Regions from separate parts of the Sus scrofa genome. Here region 2 is linked to region 1. A link is a contact called in public HiChIP or PLAC-seq data. All regions are on one chromosome and are shown on one strand. Each heading gives the region's core, a stretch centred on a gene start, on an enhancer-like site or on the middle of the called end of the contact. The rest is flanking DNA. Distances are from core to core; before and after follow the strand shown.

Evidence for each region. HiChIP or PLAC-seq counts read pairs in DNA pulled down with a chosen protein or histone mark.
Region 2: a contact with region 1 is called in an H3K27ac HiChIP or PLAC-seq map of skeletal muscle, with 7 times the contacts expected there. The contact joins two enhancer-like sites. A contact is called at or near these places in 15 of 47 Hi-C or Micro-C datasets (alveolar macrophages, embryonic fibroblasts, fetal heart ventricle and 9 more) and 1 of 2 datasets of contacts at active chromatin or transcription factors (skeletal muscle).

What each region holds. Positions count from the first base shown.
Region 1 is chr5:64,479,676-64,482,378 of Sscrofa11.1, forward strand. All of the region lies in intron 2 of LOC106508508 (a long non-coding RNA gene), which reads left to right. Among named protein-coding and RNA genes, the nearest start is that of CD9, 21 kb to the left of the region's middle. Within about 2 kb of position 1,401, at least 16 of the 83 cell types and tissues checked have an H3K27ac peak or open chromatin away from gene starts, as enhancers often do.
Region 2 is chr5:64,566,105-64,568,804 of Sscrofa11.1, forward strand. It overlaps VWF (von Willebrand factor), which reads left to right. Exons shown (of 52, transcript NM_001246221.1): 11 at 89-225; 12 at 532-670; 13 at 1,645-1,745. Among named protein-coding and RNA genes, the nearest start is that of VWF, 50 kb to the left of the region's middle. Within about 2 kb of position 1,382, at least 18 of the 83 cell types and tissues checked have an H3K27ac peak or open chromatin away from gene starts, as enhancers often do.

The DNA.
Region 1 (2,703 bases), core at 151-2,650:
ATGAAGCAATGGTCATCATCAAATGTTGTCTTATATTCTAGTTATTTTAGAAATGGTGTGTCACCCATATGTTCATTGCAGCATTAATCACAATAGCCAAGATGCGGAAACAACCTACATGACTATTGACAGATGAATGGATTAAGAAGATGTGGTATATATACACAATGGAATACTACTCAGCCATAAAAAAGAACAAAAGAAAGCCATTTGCAGCAACATGAATGGAGCTAGAGACTCTCATACTATGTGAAGTCAGAAAGAGAAAGACAAATATCATATGATATCACTTATAGCTGGAATCTAATATACAGCACAAATGAACCTTTCCACAGAAAAGAAAATCATGGACTTGGAGAGAAGACTTGTGATTGCCAAGGGGGAGGGGGAGGGAGTGGGATGAATTGGGAAGTTGGGATTAATAGATGCAAACTATTGCCTTTGGAATGGATAAGCACTGCTTATAGTACAGGAACTATATCTAGTCACCTTTTTTTTTACTTTTTAGGGCTGCCCCCGTGGCATATGGTGGTTCCCAGGCTAGGGGTTGAATCAGAGCTGCAGCTGCTGGCCTACACCACAGCCACGACCAGCAGTGAAGCCTCCTTCCTCTGAGACAAGGAAGAGACACTGGTCCCGGGACCAGCTCTGTCACTGCCTGTTGGGTGACTTGGGGTCACTTCAGCCCTTGGGGCCTCAGATTCTATATCATTCAAATGGGCCAACCCTCTCCTGTAGGAATCAGCAGAATCTATGTAAAGAGCACACAGGGCCTGCCAGCACCCATGCTGCCTGCGTGGAGATGCAGAGCTGCAGGGCTGCCTGGGGAGGAGTGAGGAAGCTATGGGGCTTGAGGAGTTCCCTGGTGGCTCAGTGGGTTAAGGATCTGGCATTATCCCTGGCCAAGGAAATTTTGCATATGGTGGGCAGCCAAAAAAAACCCACACACACACACACACAAACAAACAAACAAAAAAGAAAGGGGATCCTTTCCTTGAGAGCTCCTTTGGTTTCCTGGGGTGTAAGATATCGCAGACAGGTGCCATTCTCCCCGGGCCAGGGGAGGAAGCTGAGATACTAAGGGTTTGGAGGCTTGCACCAGGCCAGGCAGCAGTGGCAGGACTCATAGCCCAGCTGGCCCAGCACAGCTCCCTGTGCCCCTGTCGGACAGCAAGCATCTCTCAGGGCCACTTATGCCTGGACATGCTCCCTAAGTGCCGAGGGGTGAGCTCGGGCCTTGCTGGCCCAGCCACGCTGAGGTGGCCTTGCTGCAGCCTGGCTGGTGGGGGCGCTGGAGGCCTAGGTTCCCTGTAGTTTCTCTGGTGGGTGGTGTGGCGAGGGGAGGCGCAGACACAGTTTGTTTTGCTGGGCCGGGGCCCTGAATGGCTCTTCCGGCCATTGTGCCCTGGGTCACGAGCAGGGAGCAGGATGCCTTTGTAGCCTTTGTAGTAGATCAGGGTCACCCTGTACTTGCCCGCATTCCAAGGAGGCCCCGAGTGTGGTCGCTTACAGGCAGTCTCCCAGACCAGCTTCCTCCCCTTCCCCAGACCCCCACCTCTTTAAGAGCACGTGTCCACCCTCGTGGTGGGGCCTCTGGCCACCCAGCCCTCCTCCAGATGGCCTTAGATCTTGGTCACACACTGTAGTAACAGCACAGCGAATGTTTTCTGACTTAGGTGCCGCTTAAGAGCTTTACATACTAGGAGTTCCTGTTGTGGCGCAACGGAAATGAATCCAACTAGGAACCACGAGGTTGCAGGTTTGATCCCTGGCCTCGCTCCGTGGGTTAAGGATCAGGCATTGCCGTGAGCTGTGGTGTAGGGTCTTAGATGCGGCTCAGATCCCTTGTTGCTGTGGCTGTGGCAGTGGCTGGCAGCTGTAGCTCCAATTGGACCCCTAGCCTGGGAACCTCTGTATGCTACAAGCACGGCCCTAAAAAGCAAAAAAAGAAAAAAAACAAAAAACAAAACAAAAAACAAAAAAACAAAAAAACAGCTTTACATACTAGTCTTGGCAGCAGTTCCACAAAATGGATGCTATTGTCATCACCCCTTCCCATTTATAAGAAGGAAACTGCAGCTGAGATGGGTTCAGCCACCGCCAGGACACTCAGCAGGGAATGGCAGAGCCGGGTCACAGACCGCACGTGTCTGAGGCTGGAGTCTATGTTCTCAGCCGGTCGCGCTGTCCTCTAGTCAAGTCTGGTGCTCTGTGTTTTGGAGGTGGGTGAGGAAAAAACAGAGCCATTCGTTCATGAGTCTTTTTTTTAATAGTAAAGTTTTAACTTTAGAACTGTTTTATTTTTTTTTTAGAACAATTTTAGATTCCCAGAATTACTGTGTAGAAGTAGGATCCCTATGTACCCAAGACCCAATTTCTACAATTATTATGACTATTTTTGTCTTTTTAGGGCTGCACCAGCCGCATGTGGAGGTTCCCAGGCTAGGGGTCGAATCAGTGCTGTAGCCACTGGCCTTTACCACAGCCACAGCAACGCAGGATCCACGCTGCGTCTGTGACTTACTCTGCAGCTCACGGCAATGCTGGATCCTTAACCCACTGAGCAAGGCTGGGGAGTGAACTTTCTTCTCATGGATGCTAGTGAGATTCATTTCTGCTGAGCCACAAAGGGACTCCTCTGCTATTATTGACATCTTGTGTTAGTATGGTACACACGTCATGACGAATAAACCAAAATTGTTA
Region 2 (2,700 bases), core at 132-2,631, 86 kb after region 1:
GCGCCCTGCGGGACACGCATTCTCCCCTCCCCTCTATCCCCCCCACCAGGGGACCCACTGGGACATCCCCTCCCTTCTGTCCCCCCAGGGGAGTGTCTCGTCACAGGACAATCCCACTTCAAGAGCTTCGACAACAGACACTTCACCTTCAGCGGGGTCTGCCAGTACCTGCTGGCTCGTGACTGCCAGGACCACACCTTCTCCGTCATCATAGAGACGGTCCAGGTGAGCCCTGCCAGGAAGCCCCAGGGTGACTGCGGAGGCGGCTGGGGAAGGGGCCAGTCCCTTTGACTGGGCTGCTGTGAGCCCCTGGGCCCATCTTTCCTCTGGACAACAGAGCAGAGGGAAGGACAGATGGGGCGCGTGAGGACCCAGGTCCCTGATTCCCTTTGGAACAACAGGCCCGAGGATCAAGGGATCAAGCAAGCCTAGGATGCTGATAAAGGACCAGCACAGGATGGGAACGGGTGTGGGAGCACGGGGAGCTTGGCAGGGGCGTGGTGACGTCACTCTGTGGTTCCCTCTTGGCAGTGTGCTGACGACCCCGATGCGGTCTGCACCCGCTCGGTCACCGTCCGCTTGCCCAGCCCGCACAACAGCCTCGTGAAGCTGAAACACGGGGGAGGAGTGGCCATGGATGGCTGGGATGTCCAGATCCCCTTCCTGCAAGGTGGGCTTCCCCCCCCACACAGTCCCCTTCCACCCCAGCCATGCTCTGCTGCCACCTCTTCTGCAGAAATGGGAGGGAGAGATGTCTTTGTTGGGCAGGCTGGGTGTCCTGGCCTGCATCCTGCAAGAAAGGAAGGCTTCCTGGAGGAGGAAGATGAGCAGAGGAAGCCGGGGGAGGGCAGGGTGGCTGGTGATGGGTCAGACCCCAAGACATCATGAGGCAAAGCCTGGTGACCCCATGACCTGTGGGAAAACCTACCTGTTCAGTGACTTTGCCAGACTGCAATGCACCATTTACACGATATGTACATTCCAATCTTCACCTTCAAAGTGGCTTCCAGACCCCTCCCCTCTTCTTTTTCTTCTTCATGACCACTGGCCGCCCCAGGGGCCATTATCCCAGATTTACACATAGTGAACGAACCTGAGCCAATGGGCACACAGCGCGTCTGTGTGTGTTTAACGCTGTGTGTGTCTTCCCAGGAGACCATCTCTTCCCTAAGGCAAGTGGTATTGCCTCTTGCCTCGTCGCCAGAGAAAAGTCCTGTTTCAGTTTTGCACACAGCACCACTCGGCTGTGAGGACTGAGTAACTCAACCTGGTAGCATGTGCAACAGCAGAGGAATGCCCAGGGGTTAGGGGTTCCATGGAAGAAAGACCCAGGCTCAGGGCACCTGCCCAAGCTAAGGATGCGGGCCTCTGCCGCCCTCTGGTGGCAGTAGTGGGAATGGCAGGCTACTGTCAGGATACAGAGGCACCTTCCTGGGGAGCCCGGTTTGTACTACACCCACCCTAATCACCTTTCCTCTGAGACCCCCCCACCCCTCCACTTAAGCCTCATGACACCCCCAGCTGCTCCCTATTCACTGCTTTCATCGCTACTGTTCTTTGCGAGATACCTCATCCTTCCCTATGATCTCCTGCGGGTCACCCCGCCCTCTCACATCTTAGCTTAAATCACTTGCTGGGTTCCAGGTGACCTCCGCATCCAGCACACCGTGATGGCCTCCGTGCACCTCAGCTATGGGGAGGACCTGCAGATAGACTGGGATGGCCGCGGGAGGCTGCTGGTGAAGGTAGGTGCCCTCGGGAGCTCGGCCTCCTCCCCGCAGCCTGATCTACAAAATCCCCATTCTGCTCCGGTGGGACGGTGCCTGCGTGGGAGGAGAACTCCTTTCTCCCTGAGCCCCGAACCCCAGAGCAAGGAATGGGCCTCTCTTGTGTGCAAGAGGCTGGTGTTTGCTGTCTGAACGCCCCTTGTTCACTGGAGAGTTCCCATTTCCGGGCTCTGGTACCGGAGGGCCCCCAGACTGGGTGGCTTCCTGCCGGGCTGGGGAGTCACTTCCTGTGAAGTGGCCACTTTCTGTGAAGGGTTGGCCTGGGCACCGCCCAATCCCCCTCCTGGTCCCTGGTTCTCTGCAGCCTGGGGGCCACTTTCCCTGCTCTCTGTGGCCCCAGAGTGACACTAGGATAGGGATCTGGACAATTTCACTTGGCTTCCACATACATTTTTTTTTTTCCCTCTGGAAATTTCCCTACAAGGTATTGTCACTGCCATTTGGTAAACGATGCAACCAAGGCTCAGGGGCCTGGGAGATGTGACCAAGACGGCACACCCTCTGGATGGCAGGGTCACTCCCATGGGGCCAGTGCTTCTCACTTTCGGATGCCTTTGCGCTCTTACAAATTAGTGAGGACCCTGAGATCTTTTATAAAGGTTCTATCTATTGATATTTACCAGATTAGAAATTAAATCAGAGGCGTCTATGAACTCGTTTTAAAAGTAATAATAACAGTAGTTCCCGTTGTGGCTTGGTGGTAACAAACCTGACTAGTACCCATAAGACTAGTACCCATAAGGATGCAGGTTCGATCCCTGGCCTTGCTCAGTGGGTTAAGGATCCAGTGTTGCCGTGAGCTGTGGTGTGAGTTACAGACACAGCTCGGATCAAGGGTCACTGTGGCTGTGGTGTCGGCTGGCAGCTGCAGCTCTGATTGGACCCCTAGCCTGGGAACCTCCATATGCCGCAG